Regions from separate parts of the Bos taurus genome. Here region 2 is linked to region 1. Evidence: chromatin contacts called from public Hi-C data. All regions are on one chromosome and are shown on one strand. The core of a region is the stretch at or near the end of the contact, and the rest is flanking DNA. Distances in the headings are between cores, read along the strand shown. Region 1 overlaps TMEM120B (transmembrane protein 120B). Region 2 holds the start of MORN3 (MORN repeat containing 3).

Evidence for each region. A called contact is a pair of places that touch in the nucleus more often than the background predicts.
Region 2: a Hi-C map of liver shows a contact between it and region 1, with 1.8 times the contacts expected there. The contact joins the promoter of MORN3 here to the enhancer-like site in region 1. A contact is called at or near these places in 4 of 11 Hi-C or Micro-C datasets (blastocyst, liver, skeletal muscle and 1 more).

What each region holds. Positions count from the first base shown.
Region 1 is chr17:53,525,649-53,528,512 of ARS-UCD2.0, forward strand. It overlaps TMEM120B (transmembrane protein 120B), which reads right to left. Exons shown (of 12, transcript NM_001101908.2): 8 at 2,495-2,556; 9 at 1,325-1,417; 10 at 458-522; 11 at 49-117. Among named protein-coding and RNA genes, the nearest start is that of RHOF, 17 kb to the left of the region's middle. Within about 2 kb of position 1,448, at least 8 of the 102 cell types and tissues checked have an H3K27ac peak or open chromatin away from gene starts, as enhancers often do. A contact at or near this core is called in liver, where this site is marked.
Region 2 is chr17:53,595,231-53,598,160 of ARS-UCD2.0, forward strand. MORN3 (MORN repeat containing 3) reads left to right here and starts at 1,607. Exons shown (of 6, transcript NM_001040550.2): 1 at 1,607-1,938. The coding sequence starts at 1,794.

The DNA.
Region 1 (2,864 bases), core at 198-2,697:
CACACACACACACACACACACACACACACACAAGTGCGAGCACCATACCTGCCATTCTCTGCATTCCTCATGGCTGGAGAGCTCAAACAATGTGACGGCATTGTAGAGCTGCCAGAACTAAAGAGGGGAAGCAGGAACTGCTCAGCTCACCTGAGTCCCCTTGAGACCCAGGTGGGAAAGCCCAGGGGGCAGGGGCAAGCCCCCCAGCTTCTGCTGTAAACTGCCCTTGAGACACTGACAACCCCCTTCAAATGAAACTGGGGCACCCAGCCTGGGGTGGGGCATGCGGGTGCCCAGGGCCAATTCCCGCTCCTGCCTTTGGCCTCCCTGGACCCAGGGGCCGTCCCAGCCACAGGACCCCGAGGGCCCCAGCTCACAGATGGTTGGTGAGAGAGGGAGTGGCCTTAGGACCTTCTATTCCTGGAAGGGGGTACCCACAAACTCCAGGGGGACTCACATGGCCACAGAACAGGAAGGGCAGAAGGAAGGTGAGGCCTCGCCACATCCAGGACTGAAATCCTTCTGTGGAGAGGAAGGAGGGAGTGAAGGGCCTGGGTGAGGTGGCCTGGCCCTGCCCGTCACTCTGCGATCAGGCGTGTTGACCTCCTTCAGGTGGGTGAGTGCTAACTTGGAAAATAACCCAGGGAACACGTGGACTACCTACCGCCAGGCCTGGTGGCCCTCGCACCTCACGTCCCTGTGACCCAAGTGGGCTGACCACTCTTACAGGACGCTGACATGCCAGCACTAGTATGGTTTTTGGTTTTTCATAATTTGCACAGGATTTTACATTTCGTAACTGGCTATGGCATGCTTCATTTCAATCGAGTCTTGACAAAATAGGGCCTACTGCGCAGAGTAATTCGATGGAAATGACCACTTCAAAAAACAGATTTTTTATTAACAACACTTTCCCCTGAGAGTTTTAAAGGAAGGGTCTCTGAGTTTTCCTGATGCAGCACCCACCCCAATGAGTTAAAGTTAAGAACACATAAATTGCACAAGTGTAAAAACACTAGACTAGACTAGCATTATGTATGTCATAAAACATAGGAAAAAAATATAGACATTTAAAAAGGATAGGCTACAGGCACTTAGCCTCCAGGGCCTGGCACACAGCTGGCCTTGCATTTGTCAACTGCAATGGAATCCACCATGAATTACAAAAAGCAATTAGGATGAGGCCAGCAAGCCCTGGCTTTGCATGTGGCAAATCCTGTCAGGCTCTTACCGGCACCTGGCCCCTTGACGGACACGGGGCAAAGTCTGGGGGAACAGAAAGGGTCAGTGCTTGTCACCTCGCTGACCAGGCCAGGCTACTCACCCACAGTGAGGTCCAGGTGATTCCTCTCCCCCAGGGCCCGCAGTCGGTAGAGGCAGCCTCTCTGGTAATAATATTGCAGGAACTGGACACAGCCTGTAGGGGGAGCACAGCGCCCAGCTCAGGGACTAGGGGACCCAGCAACACCTCCGCGGCAGGCCGGCGGGTCTCCACTGCCCAGACACCAGGGGCACCTGGGTACAACCTCCTCCCACCCCCAACACACACTGAACCGTAGCACACCACACCGCACCACACCACACCCACACACCCACCCACACCCACACACACATCTGAACCCAAAAAACGAGGAGGCAGACCACGCCATGCCACGCCACACCACACCACACACACACACACACGTCTGAACCCAAAAAACGAGGAAGCAGAATTCTGCGTGTCGACATGGAAAAATACCCATCATAACTGTTAAAAGAATAGAAACTAGGTTATAAAAAAAAGCTGTGTAGAAGAATCCTATGTTTGTAGATTATACATAATACAGTATTATAGGTGTGTATGTGTTTATGAATGAAAATATTTAAAAGGACATATGTCTATTAACACCCTAAGGATGGAATTATACATAATTTTCCTTTTTGGCTTATGTTTGTACGCAGGGTTTTATTTAAAAATTAAATTGTATTTTTTTGAATAGGTAAGATGTATTCAGCATAAAACTCAAGGGGAACAAACAGGTACTTGGCAAAAAGTAAAACTCTCTCCCTGTCTTTAACCATCCAATCTCTGTTCCTCAGAGTTAACCCCTCATTGTGTACAAATCCGGAGCTATTCTTAAATAAGAAAAAGAACATAAATGTCCATTTTAAGGGAAACAGAGTTGATGCTCCCAACACCACGCAGCTCCTGAGGGGCACAACTGGTCAGATTCTGAACCAGGGAAAAAAAAGGCAGCAACTGGAGCTCCAGGGGGTAGACATTCCTCTCCAGGGGCAGGGGGCTGGACGGCAGGATGGAGCTGATGGAGTGGTGGGGAGAGATGGTGGGCAGCTCCTTCTGGATTTCTGGGACCCTTCCCTGCCCGACCAGGGACCTCCCCCAGTCCTTCCACTCCTTTCACACAAGAAAAACACAACCTCCACTCTTCACACAACCTCCACCAGTGAAAGCCACACCGTGCCCGTCCCCAGAATCTGAGCAAGAGACACTCACTCTGAAAAATGGAGAACGCTAAAAACTGATTGCGAAACTTCTGATAAATTAGTCCGTTAGGCCTGCAGAGAAGTGGAGGAAAAGCAAAGATGAAGCCCCAATCTGAAATCATTTGTTCATCCCCATCCTATCTCTGTTCCAACCAAAAGAGAGAGAGAGAGAAAAGATTTTAAACCCAGTTTCTACCTTATCACCATGTCCCTGGGGCTGGACCAGGTAATTTCCATCATTGCTTTAATACATTCTAGAACCAAGGGAGCGGGGGTAGGCATCTCGAAGACCAAATGCCCACCCATTCCTCCTCCTCCATCAGTCACGGTCTTGTCCCTGTGCTTGTTCTGTCCAGACTTGCTCCCTGTCACCACAGTCA
Region 2 (2,930 bases), core at 357-2,856, 70 kb after region 1:
AACATTTGCCAGTCTCAACTGTAAGCCCCAGTATCTAGCTAAGGCTTAAGAAATGATCATAAAATCTCTTTCTTGGATAAAAGTATTGACTTTTAAAGTGAATTAATTTCAATATAAAGACTAATCATGGACTGCCCTGGTGGTCCAGTGGTTAAGACTCGAAGCTTCTAATGCAAAGAGCATGGGTTCGATCCTGGTCAGGGAATTAAGATCCCACATGGCCAAATATATATTAAAAAAAAAAAAAAAGATTAATCACAGTACTCATGGTACACGCAAATGGGAGGAAAAAAAAAAAAGAAAAACATTAAATTTAGGACCTGAGACTGTTTCCCTCTGCCCAGTTCATGCCCTGGCTGTTTTCCTTGCTTTGAGTGCCTTTCCCAATTCCTGGGCATGATTGTCAAAATACATACTAGCCAGTACAGTTGGCCAGCTTAGTCAGATTCCTGAAGGTCCCTGCTGTGTCCCTACAGGGAACTCCTTGATGGACAGGGCCCAGTACAGAATGAAAATGAGGCCCTGGCTCAGGAAGTATTAGGAATTTTTAAAAAGTGACAGCAGAGCCAAGACCAAGCACATACCTTTCTAAGGACTAGGACCTATGCAGCTATTCAGGTTGAACATCTGTGATGCTGGCCCTGAATGGGTGGATGCCTGGAACACCATGATCTCCTGAAACCTGCTCAGCCTTGGGGTCATACTCATTGGTCAATAACTCTGCCTGCTGATGGTTAAATAGTTCTCTGCACTGGGCAGGGAGGGTAGGAGAGCCCTTGTCTGATGGAAAAAACCTAACCAAGCAGACAGGAAGAGTACCCAAGCAGAGGGCAGAGGTCAGAGGTAGCAGGATGATCAATCGTCCTGGTGTGTCTGGAGCTGTCCCAGTTCTAGCTCTGAAAGTTCAATGTCCTAGGAAACCTCTCAGTCCCAGGGAAACCGGGACATGTGGTCATCCTAGAGACAGTATCGTTAGTTGATGGGCTCTCCTGACAGCTCACAAACCCCTGCAAAGCCAGCCCCTGTGCTTTTCCACCAGAGGCAGGACCTGGGGCCTAAAGTGCTAGATGCTGAACCAGTGGTGGTAATGGGATGTCCCTGGGGGCTGTGCCACAGGGCTGTCTGCCCACCCAGACAAGGGTGGCCTGGCTAGGTCCCAACTCCCCTGTAGTGGGTCCCAGTGCTCACCACTCCAGCATCCACTCTGATTGGTCATGAGTGAATGAAGGTTAGTTGTTCAGTTATGTCCTTTGCAACCCCATGGACTGTAGCTCATCAGGCTCCTCTGTCCATGGAATTCACCAGGCAAGAACACCGGGGTGTGTTGCCATTCCCCTCTCCAGGGGACCTTCCCAACCCAGGGATGGAACTCAGGTCTCCCACATTGCAGGCACATTCTTTACCATCTGAGCCACCAGGGAAGCCCCTGATTGGTCATACTGGCTATTAATGTGACTTTCACCCTCTCCCCAGGGCAGCTTCTTCCTGATGTCATCACAAACCCCTCTGATCTACTGGTTTCCCTGGGTTCCATCCCAAGCAATTGTGCCATCAGGTTCCCCGCCCCAGGGGGCCCTTAGGGAGGCAAGGGAGGAGACATCCGAACATCAGTCCAGCACAAAAGAATCCCCCCCAAGGGCTGCTCATCTGCCCCGGGCATTCAGAACACACATGACTCACCCCACCTGACCTCAGACAAGTGTCTTTCCAGGAAGTCCCAGGGTCCCAGCATTCCTTGGAGCAAACTGAACTCCTGATGTTCCTAACCCTTTGGCCCCACAGAAGCAGCCAACATGCCTATATTCAAGTGCCCGCAAAAGTCGGAGCCCCTGTGGAAGGAGTGGGACCAGAAGGCCCAGAAGAATGGACTGAGGCACCAGGTGTTCGCTGTCAATGGCGACCACTACGTGGGCGAGTGGAAGGACAACGTGAAACACGGTAAGTGGGGGCTCAGGGGTGAGTGTGGGGTCTGGGCCACGGTGGACCCCTGGGGCCAAGGAAGCAGCTTGCAGAGCTCACTGGGGACATAAGATATATCACCGAGAGGTGAATACTGACTAGGACCAGCCAGGGGCATCCTCATGCTGGGGCTCTGAAATCCAACTCAACCCTGGCTTCAGGTGAGCAGAGGGGCCAGCAGGGAACAAAGCTGTCTTTAGACACCAGCCACAGCCTCAGCTGGGACTCCCAGGACATCAGCTCATTCTCTACCCTCTGCAACTGCACTAAGCATGGAGCTGGCTAGCAGGAGGAAAAGGTGGCCTCCAGAAACCACCTTGCAACTGGGATTCTGGTCTTCAAGCTCAGTCCTTCAAACCAGCAGGGGGCGAAATAGGATATCTCCCACCACATCTCCACCCCGCAATAGCTGGGGCTCCCAGGGTGGAGTATGGACTCCTTGTGACACAAACTGAGCCCTGAAGAAAGAAAAACAGAAAAACAAAGTTTTTATTAAAAAAAGGTGTTATGGCTTCTCCGTCTAGTCTTGCAATTCCAGATTCTTGGCTCTTGGCCACTCTTCTCTCCTGTTTTCCTGCGTTAAGCTTGAGTTCATAAACCTGGGTCAATCTCAGCTCCATCAACTGTGACCTTGAGAGGTCTACTACACCACTCTGAGCCTCAGTCTCCTCATCTGTAAAACTGGAATAATACATTTCTGTTAAGATAAGAGATACCATCTATCAAATATGTAGCCAAGGATCTGTGCAGAAGGGGAACTTCTTGAATGTTCTCTGAGGGCTGAGCACAGCACAGGACATTATTCAGACTTTCCTTGTCCAAGAAACCCCCAAAAGTTGAACCCACCCTGCTCATAACACAACACCCACCCTCAGCACTGACTTAAATACCAGGTTTTACGCAGCTGCCTGGAGCTCTTTGTGTAGTTAAGGATGACTGCCTGTGTGTTTCAGTCTTTGTGGGAAGCCTGT